Linked DNA regions of Mus musculus: all the other regions are linked to region 2. Evidence: chromatin contacts called from public Hi-C and HiChIP or PLAC-seq data. All regions are on one chromosome and are shown on one strand. The core of a region is the stretch at or near the end of the contact, and the rest is flanking DNA. Distances in the headings are between cores, read along the strand shown.

The links. A called contact is a pair of places that touch in the nucleus more often than the background predicts. HiChIP or PLAC-seq counts read pairs in DNA pulled down with a chosen protein or histone mark.
Region 1: a contact with region 2 is called in an H3K4me3 HiChIP or PLAC-seq map of bone marrow-derived macrophages, with 4 times the contacts expected there. The contact joins two enhancer-like sites. A contact is called at or near these places in 2 of 484 Hi-C or Micro-C datasets (myocytes and uterus) and 1 of 115 datasets of contacts at active chromatin or transcription factors (bone marrow-derived macrophages).
Region 3: a contact with region 2 is called in a Hi-C map of tail fibroblasts, with 4 times the contacts expected there. The contact joins two enhancer-like sites. A contact is called at or near these places in 2 of 15 datasets of contacts at CTCF or cohesin (large pre-B cells and pro-B cells), 89 of 484 Hi-C or Micro-C datasets (the AML12 cell line, the AtT-20 cell line, B cells and 56 more) and 17 of 115 datasets of contacts at active chromatin or transcription factors (the NIH/3T3 cell line, the SCID.adh cell line, bone marrow-derived dendritic cells and 12 more).

The regions. Positions count from the first base shown.
Region 1 is chr2:19,159,631-19,162,330 of GRCm38.p6, reverse strand. No RefSeq gene overlaps it. Among named protein-coding and RNA genes, the nearest start is that of Armc3, 38 kb to the left of the region's middle. Within about 2 kb of position 1,365, at least 27 of the 459 cell types and tissues checked have an H3K27ac peak or open chromatin away from gene starts, as enhancers often do. A contact at or near this core is called in bone marrow-derived macrophages and myocytes, where this site is marked.
Region 2 is chr2:18,765,748-18,768,537 of GRCm38.p6, reverse strand. No RefSeq gene overlaps it. Among named protein-coding and RNA genes, the nearest start is that of Gm3363, 6.3 kb to the right of the region's middle. Within about 2 kb of position 1,412, at least 399 of the 459 cell types and tissues checked have an H3K27ac peak or open chromatin away from gene starts, as enhancers often do. A contact at or near this core is called in the HPC-7 cell line, beige adipocytes, bone marrow-derived macrophages and 3 more, where this site is marked.
Region 3 is chr2:18,371,102-18,373,901 of GRCm38.p6, reverse strand. All of the region lies in intron 1 of Dnajc1 (DnaJ heat shock protein family (Hsp40) member C1), which reads left to right. Among named protein-coding and RNA genes, the nearest start is that of Dnajc1, 20 kb to the left of the region's middle. Within about 2 kb of position 1,466, at least 20 of the 459 cell types and tissues checked have an H3K27ac peak or open chromatin away from gene starts, as enhancers often do. A contact at or near this core is called in the HPC-7 cell line, beige adipocytes, tail fibroblasts and 1 more, where this site is marked.

The DNA of each region.
Region 1 (2,700 bases), core at 116-2,615, 390 kb before region 2:
ATTCCCCACCCACAGTGAGGCAGAGCATTGTGGCAAGAGCGGCCTGGTACAAACATTGTCTATATGTAGATTGGTAGAGAGAGGGAGAGAAATGAGCAGTGGGAAGAAAATACACTGAATGGCCTGACTCCAGAAATCTACTCCTCTAGCTGGATCCCTTCTGCTAAAGGGGACCAAGCATTCAACTGACTTGGGCTTGTGAGGGTCACTTCCTGTTCAAACTGTAAGTTAGTGTACATGAGGAGGCCCTATATCCTGTTCAGGGATGTGCAAAAGAAATCTTATTTGGACACAGTATTAGCAGAGTAGAGAGGAGCAGAGAGAAGTAGATGGATCTAGAGATCCAGGATCTGGAACCAATAAGATTGGTGAATGACAGAAACCAGAGACACCAGCATGAGAGAAGCAAGGACAACTAAGGTGTCACACATAGGTAACTGGAGACTAGAAGGTATTATTCACTGAGATAAAGGTTCCTGGAAGAGCTCAGGGTTGCTAAGGAAATATACCAGCTCAAGTTGTAACTGATGTCTGTGTACTTGAAGGCCGTACTTCATAGTGGGCTAGCGCTTGGCACCTGTGAGCGTGACTCTATTTGTAGCTCTAAGAGTGGCTGTTGTGTAGAAGGTTTGGGATTCATAGGAATGAACTCAGCTAGGGGAGAGTGCACACAAGCTGAGCCCTGGAGTTTCAGTGCCTTTCTGTTTGCCAGAGTGAAGCTCTCACAAGCGCTCACTAAGTGCAGTGCAGCACATAGTATGCTTTCAGTGGACAACAGTTTATTTTTGGGTAAAAAAGTAAGTTCAGCTCTCTCTTGTCTTAAAATCTCCTTGGCATATAAATATCATGATTATATTGACTCATCTTATTCCTGGGTATTCTGGTGTCTTTATTCAACTCAGAATTCTCTAGAGGTCTTTAGTTAAGCAACAACTCCCTCCACCCCCAAGAGTTTTATATAAAATCAGAAAAGATTAATACCCTGAGCTCAGTGAAACTCCTAGTTAATAGGCTCTTTATCACATCCAGACATGGCAGTCATAGTCTATGAAGGACACAGAAAACTCAGCATCAGTTTTTCATCACTAATATTGTAGGACCCTTTCACTTTCCCAGACTTGGGTGTGGCAAAGTGGTCACAAAGCTATGGACAGACTGGGCTTCAGCTGTTCTATCTTTAACCACTAAAATAGCTATGTGGCAGAGCCGCCGCCATCATTATGCCTTTTACCCTTCAGGTGCTTGCAAATGGCTAGGATGCTTTTAGCTCCAAAGAAAGTCACTCCAGTAGGAAGGATGAGCCAGAAAGAGATGGGAGCCACACCCTTCACAGTGGGAATGAAGGTTTCTATTGTGTTGAAATGTGACTCTCCCGGGAGGAAGGTCTTGAGGCACACCCCCACAGCAGGCTCCAGGAGGAAACAGCAGAGCCTGTATAATTTGATCTCTAGCTTGGCAGTGTTTGCTTCCCTACTTTCATGCTTACTCATCCCAGTGCCCACCCTCCGCTAAGGGGAAGCACTGCATCTATCACACTCTAGAACAACATTGCATCCATAAACCTCAGGCGCAGTCACTCTGGCAAACTTACATAAACACGTGGACACTTTCTCACGTGGACACTTTCTCTCCTTCTTGCCCTCCCACCTTTGAAAAATATTCATTGGGCATAAATTGTATACCGGGTTCTTATTACAAGAAGAAACTCATCTGATTAAACCACTTACAGCCTTCACAGCATCCCGTGAAAGCTGATATAACTGAGAACTTTCTCAGCCGTAGATTAATGACTGGAAAGAAAGAAAGCAGATTAAGAAGCTATCCAAGCCCATATTATCATGTACTTAAAATCAAATGAGAGCCAGGAAAATATAGACAGTGTATGTTTTCTCTCTCTCTCTCTCTCTCTCTCTCTCTCTCTCTCTCTCACACACACACACACACACACACACACACACACACACAATCATGTTTCATGATTGATTGCAGACTGTTAGTTTCCTGTCACTTTGACAAAATGCCTGAAATTATTTGTTTTATGAAAGAAGGGCTTAGTTTACTTCTTGGGTTTGAGTTTTTGGTTCTTGCTGTCTTAGACCTGCTGTGTTGTAACTGCAGCATAGGCTGCCCTGATGGGAATTCATAGAGAAAAATTGTTCATTTAAGATTTCTAGGAAACAAAAAGAGAGACAAGAAGGTCCCATGTGTCCTTCAAGTGTATATGGCCAGTGACCTATCTTCCTAAATGTTTCTCTTCCTGCGAACAGTAACACGGTTTGTGAACCAAACCTCTAACGATTGAACCTTCAGAAGACATTAACATCCAAGCTATATCAAGCACTGCAGTGCATTATGAATTAATAACACTGAACAGCATAAATGGTTTTCAGATTAAAATTAGCAAAAAGAATAGTGGCCAAATAATTTGATTTGAAAAGTTTCAATTCAATTATAATCCATCCTTTCTTGTGCTTTCCTTCTTATCTAGTATTTCTGCTTTCAGTGGGGTCCCTTTTCAAGATGGATAGTCAGGCTGTGGCAAACATTCTTCTGTCAGCTGGCACTGCAGCCAGCCCTGTGTGAAGCAAGCTGGCTCTGCTAAACCCTAAGCGTGGTAAGTGGTCGGCAGCTGAGCAGTGGCAAGCACTGATGTCCCACCGAGTACATTTGGAAAACACTCATAGGCAAGCATTTCCTCGA
Region 2 (2,790 bases), core at 163-2,662:
TGAACTCCTGTGTTTTTTTGTTGTTGTTGTTGTTGTTTTGTTTTTTTTTTTTTTAGTAGGTTTACAGGAAGGAGAGAAACCAATAAGCAAATACATAAACTGTATGCAAAAGGTTTAAAATGTCATGACTGTGGGAGGTAATTGGCGAAAAGTAGTTCTAAAGCCAGCCTTGAGCTCACATTCCGCCTTGCTGGTATTATTTATTTGCTATTACTTATTTGTTTTCTCATTCCTGACAGGTTGTATGAACAAATAGATGATGACTTCTTAGACTTCAGTTTCTTCCCACGTTTGCTTTGGATAGTCTTAAATCATAGGACCCCTAACCCTAATTCTAACACAGGTCAATTCCCTCCCCTAGGCCCCGAGGTCACATTGCTTCTGCCAAGGGTTGCACACCATCCCGAGGAGGCCTCATATTCTTTTTTCTCTTCTCTTCTCTTCTCTTCTCTTCTCTTCTCTTCTCTTCTCTTCTCTTCTCTTCTCTTCTCTTCTCTTCTCTTCTCTTCTCTTCTCTTCTCCTCTCCTCTCCTCTCCTCTCCTCTCCTCTCCTCTCCTCTCCTCTCCTCTCCTCTCCTCTCCTCTCCTCTCCTCTCCTCTTCTCCTCCTCTCCTCTCCTCTCCCCCTCCCCTCTCCTCCTCTCCTCTCCTTCTCCCCATCCCCTCTCCTCCTCTCCCCTCCCCTCCCCTCCCCTCCCCTCCTCTCCCCTCCCCTCCCCTCTCCTCCTCTCCCCTCCTCTCCTCTCTTCTTTTTCCTTTCCTTTCCTTTCCTTTCTTTTCCTCCTTTTCTTTTCTTTTCTTTTCTTTTCTTTTCTTTTCTTTCTTTCTTCCTTCCCTCCCTCCCTCCTTTCCTTCCCTTCCTTCCTTCCCTCCTTCCTTCCTTTCTTTCCTTTCTCCTAACACAAGATGATGGTGCAAAGAGCCAGAAAACTAGCTTCTGTACGCAATTTTGAGCACAAGAAAACAATAAAACCCAAAGATCAAAACCCTAAAGGGGACAACGGCCAGTGGCTCAAAGCTAAAGGAGAAGGTGGTGCACAATCCAAATCCACGCCCCAGCCTTTGCCCTCCTTCCGCCCCAGGAAGGCCGACAGACAAAGCCACCCGGTGAGTCCATGAGTAGGGGAACAATGCCCTGGCGCTCAGCACAAAACGAAAGTCCGCTGCGGGGCCCGAGGGGATGGCAGGCCGGGGCGCCTTGGGCCCACGCGTCCCGACCCCAACTCCCGACGCCATTCAAGCAGACACCGCGCAGAACAAGGTCAGCTCTGTGCAGCGCGCGGCGGCAGCGCGGCCACCCCTGCTCCCGGGAAGCCCAGCGACGACATCGGGAAAGGCGCCCACGGAGAGCTTACGAGCCCCACGATCCCCGAGCCAAGCGCCCAGCCGGGAAGTAGAGCCGTCCGCGCGCGGAGGGAAACGCCGGGTGTAGTGCGGTTTGTCCTTGCTCTTATAAGCATGCTGCTCCCGGAACCGCTGCCTTAGACCGAGTTCGGGTTATTTTCTGGCCAGGATTCTACCTTCTGTGAGCCTGAGGATCCGTCATCTGCGCACTCCAGTGGCCCAGCGGCCGCCCAGCTCCAGCTTCGGGGACGTTCTGGGCCTGGATTGCATCCGAGGGTGATTGCGCCCACTTCCAGGGAGCAGGTTTTACCAGTGTCTGTTCTGGTCAGTGGAGTGCTGTTCTGGTCAGGATGGTGAGGAGTAATGAGGATAATGCAGGTAACACTGTCTAAAAGCACATCACACCCTCAAGAAGGAACCTAGCATTAACTCAGTGTTAATACAGGTAACAACTCACAAGGATCTGAAAACATAACATGAGGAAAATCGCAGAAAAGATCACGACCAACTAGAGTCCATGTTTAAAAGCTGTAAACAAAGCCTTTGCCTGGCCAGAAAACGAAAGTAGTACACTGCAGGCTGGACAATAACTTTATAGCTCAAAAGCAGTGGTGATTACATCACAGTTGCCACAATTCACAGAAGTGTAATCTAAAGGTATATAAAGTTTATTCTGCTCAAACTGTAAGTAAAATAATGTCCTCAAAAGTTGGCCGAAGTAGGGTGTCTGTTTTGGGGGAGAAGCTGCTGCTAGGGGGTAGGTGACTGAGAGACAAGCTGATAGGAAAAAAATATTTACTGCTTAGGAAATTTACATGAGCCTTAAAAGCATCCTTCTCAGAACTAAGTCCTCTAAGAGTAGATTCACTCCAACAATAGAAAGAAAATATCCTAAAGAACAATATGGCAATGTTGTTGCCTAAAGAACACCCAGAGCAATTGATGTACTTCTCCAGATTTACTTAGCCCCACCAACCTCACCACCACCTCTGCTTCGTGGTGTCCAGGGCTGGCCTTTCTGCGGAGGGTTCCACTCCTGTTCCCTCCCTGACAGATAACCCCCAACAAATGAGGGTAAAGATTCAACCCTGCTTCCTTATAGGGGCCCTGATGGTGGAATGTTCTGCCTCTATCTGCCCAAGGTCCCAGCGCAAGGTGAGTTAGAACAGTATGAGACAAACCTTCACAGAGGCAGAAAACAAACACTACCCGGCATATCAGTCTCTACCACGGACACTCCCAAGGCTTGAGCTTTGCCTGAAAGCTGCAGAACGAACAGTCAGCTACACTTTCTCATACGTGTTCACTAACGTGCTACTTTGTATCTGTTTTCCTTTCTGTTTAGGAACAGTCAGCTGTACTTTCTCATAAGTGTTCACTAACGTGCTACTTTGTATTTGTTTTCCTTTCTGTTTAGGAACAGTCAGCAGTACTTTCTCACAAGTGT
Region 3 (2,800 bases), core at 217-2,716, 390 kb after region 2:
ACTTCTTAATATAATGTTAGACTAGAGAGTGTGAAGACTTAGCTTCTAGTTGTGAGAAAGAGAAATAGGAAACTAAACTTTCCACAGAGTTTCTGGTAAGAAAGCAGTGAAAGTTAGGACAGACGACTTTGATTGTTAGAAAAAACAGCAAAGAGGTTGAAGACCTGTAACAAGCTTTGCTGAGAGAAGGAAAAGAGATTAATGGTCCTTTTATCTATTGAACGATAGTCTGACTTGCAGAGTTGCTTCATCAGTAAAGCTATTGTGGACAAAGGGGAAAAAAGCAAACTAAGCTATCTCTTTTACTGGAATTCTGCCTTTAAGTTGCATTTCATCATTCCTTCTTTAGATAGGCTTTCTCCACATGCCAGATATTTCTCCTATATCCCTATGTATGGGTTCATATGTTGCAAGATTGTAGTCTCCAAACTGCAGAAATTGCAGGAAAGAGTGGGTGGGGGTAGAGTCCTCCAAAATGTATAGATGCTATGAGGACTAATGAAAGCAACAAGACCCTAAAAATTAATTACATCCCCACAAGCATTTCCATCTGCCTTCTAAGCCAGTTCTTAAAATCCTCCTTCTTCTTAGGGGAGATCTAGGGTGGTTTCTGTTTTAGATTATTTGAAAAAATTTTAAATTCTGATCTCAAGTAGAATGTTTAGCATAGGTGGCATAGTTTTTCAGGAATATTGCCTTCCTGACTCAGATACTATATTAGCTATATTAAGGTTTTGTCTTGTTTTGTTTTTGTTTGTTTGTTTTTGCTTTGTTTAGTAGAGGGAAATAAAAAAAAAAAAACCTTAATACTTGACTTTCCGCTTCTGGATGACTGTATTTTGGTCACATGCTTGGGATCAGGTCTAAACTCACATCCTAAACTGACTTAGCAGTTATTGAGAACACATGCACGAGGTCTGGACATTGGGCCACGTGAGTTGTTGTTTGGGTCTAAGAATTAGTGCTTTGGGTACTTGCTTCACCTTTACAAAATGTATTTTGATTCAAGGTTTGGTTTATGTGGCTATCTAGAAAAGAAGGAAGTGGATTTCTGAGAGGAATCTTTACCAAATCTGCATGTTGTAACTTAAACTTACCTAGATTGCAGCTTTTAGCTAAATAGTGTGTTTACGTGGCATAGTGTATCATATTGTTTTCATTTCTCTTGAAGTCTGATGGTAGCTAAGATAAATTCCTGAAGTTTGTCTGGTATTTGAATACTAAGTCCTAGTATTCTAGTTTGTCTGCTTCTAGCTCGTGAGATTATTTCAGGAAGTAGGGGACAGCTGTGTGATGAATAATGTCTGAGAAAGCATCCGTGTGCTCTGGCTCGCTCTCGAGCAGGGTGAGGGGTTTCTGCTACTTACACTTACCATCAGCCCCTATGGCTCTTCACTGATGCTGCTTCGTTTGATGAGACCCTTTACTGCGGTTGTACTGGAGTTATGGAAGAGAAGAGAAATAGGAGAGCCCGTGGGTAACCTAAATTTGTGAAAAGACTGAGGGAAGCTCGTCTCTTCCTTCACCGATCTTAACATGATCATAGAAATCAATAAATATAGCCTTTGTCCCAAGAAGACAGAATTCTTCAGCTCTTTTGCATTTTGTGGCTTAGGAAGAAGAGTTGAGAGAAGCCAGAGCTGAGAACATCCCTTGCTCCTGAAAGGCAAGGGCAATCATTTTAAGTGGCTGTTAATCTTTATTGGGTCTGGATTCCTTCAGACTTGTCCTCGAGCTATCTGTTAGCATTTTGACCAGACAGTTTTGTTTGTTTGTTCATTTGCTTGAGATGTAATCTCACTATGTTACCCCTGGCTGACCTGAAACCCACTGTGTAGACTAAGCTGGCCTTGAACCCAAAGAGATCTGTTTGTCTTTGCCTCCCAAGTGCTGAAAGGCATCTATCACCATGCCTGGCTTTAATTAGTAATTTTTAAAGTATTATTAAGATTCAGTGATAACTGGTGTGTTTGGAGAAAACTTGACATGCTGTTTTTGCATGTAGGATAATGTTGAGCCTTTGAGGGTGTGAGTAACAGGAAAATAGAGAGCTAAGTGTGGTGTGGTGCTCCTGTAATCTTGGCATTTGGGAGGCTGAGACCTCAGGATCAGAAGTTTGAAGACAGCTTTGACTATAAAGCATTTTGAGGCCTGATTGAGCTACATAAGACCTTGTCTTAACAACAAAACAAAAATGCAATAAAAAGACACAACATTTATGTGGATGGCCTTAGTTTATCATTGAACAAATCACATCTTTTGCAGTCTCACATACTTTATAGAAATAAAGCTTTTCACATAAGCCAGTAAGTATTTCACAAGATGTTCTTTACCAAATATTTGAACACCGTGTTGCGGTGTGGGTTTTTTAGTTTTTAGAGTGTGTGGAAATAGGATTCTTGCTCTCAAATACACATAGTTAAAAGAAGCCATATGCCTGTTTGGGAAGCAGGAAGATGAAACAGCAGTACGCCTGTTACTGTCTTAAAAAATACAAAGCTTTTCAAGATGCAAAGGGTTTTTTTGTTTTTGTTTTTTTAAGCCATCAGTGTAGTCACAGATAGAGCCGCTCATGCATCAGCTTGTGGTCTGTGACTTATAAACCCCTTCAGCACGCTCTACAGTCTCTCGAGAACAGTCTGCCCAAGGGAAGTTACTCTATCTGATTTTCCTAGAAGAAAAATTGAGGTGACTCTAACAAAACCAACCAAACAAATTAAACTAAAAGCAAACCTTCATGACAAAAAACTTGAGTAGTTATCATTTCATAGTAAAGAACATGTATATTTGGGTTTCTGAA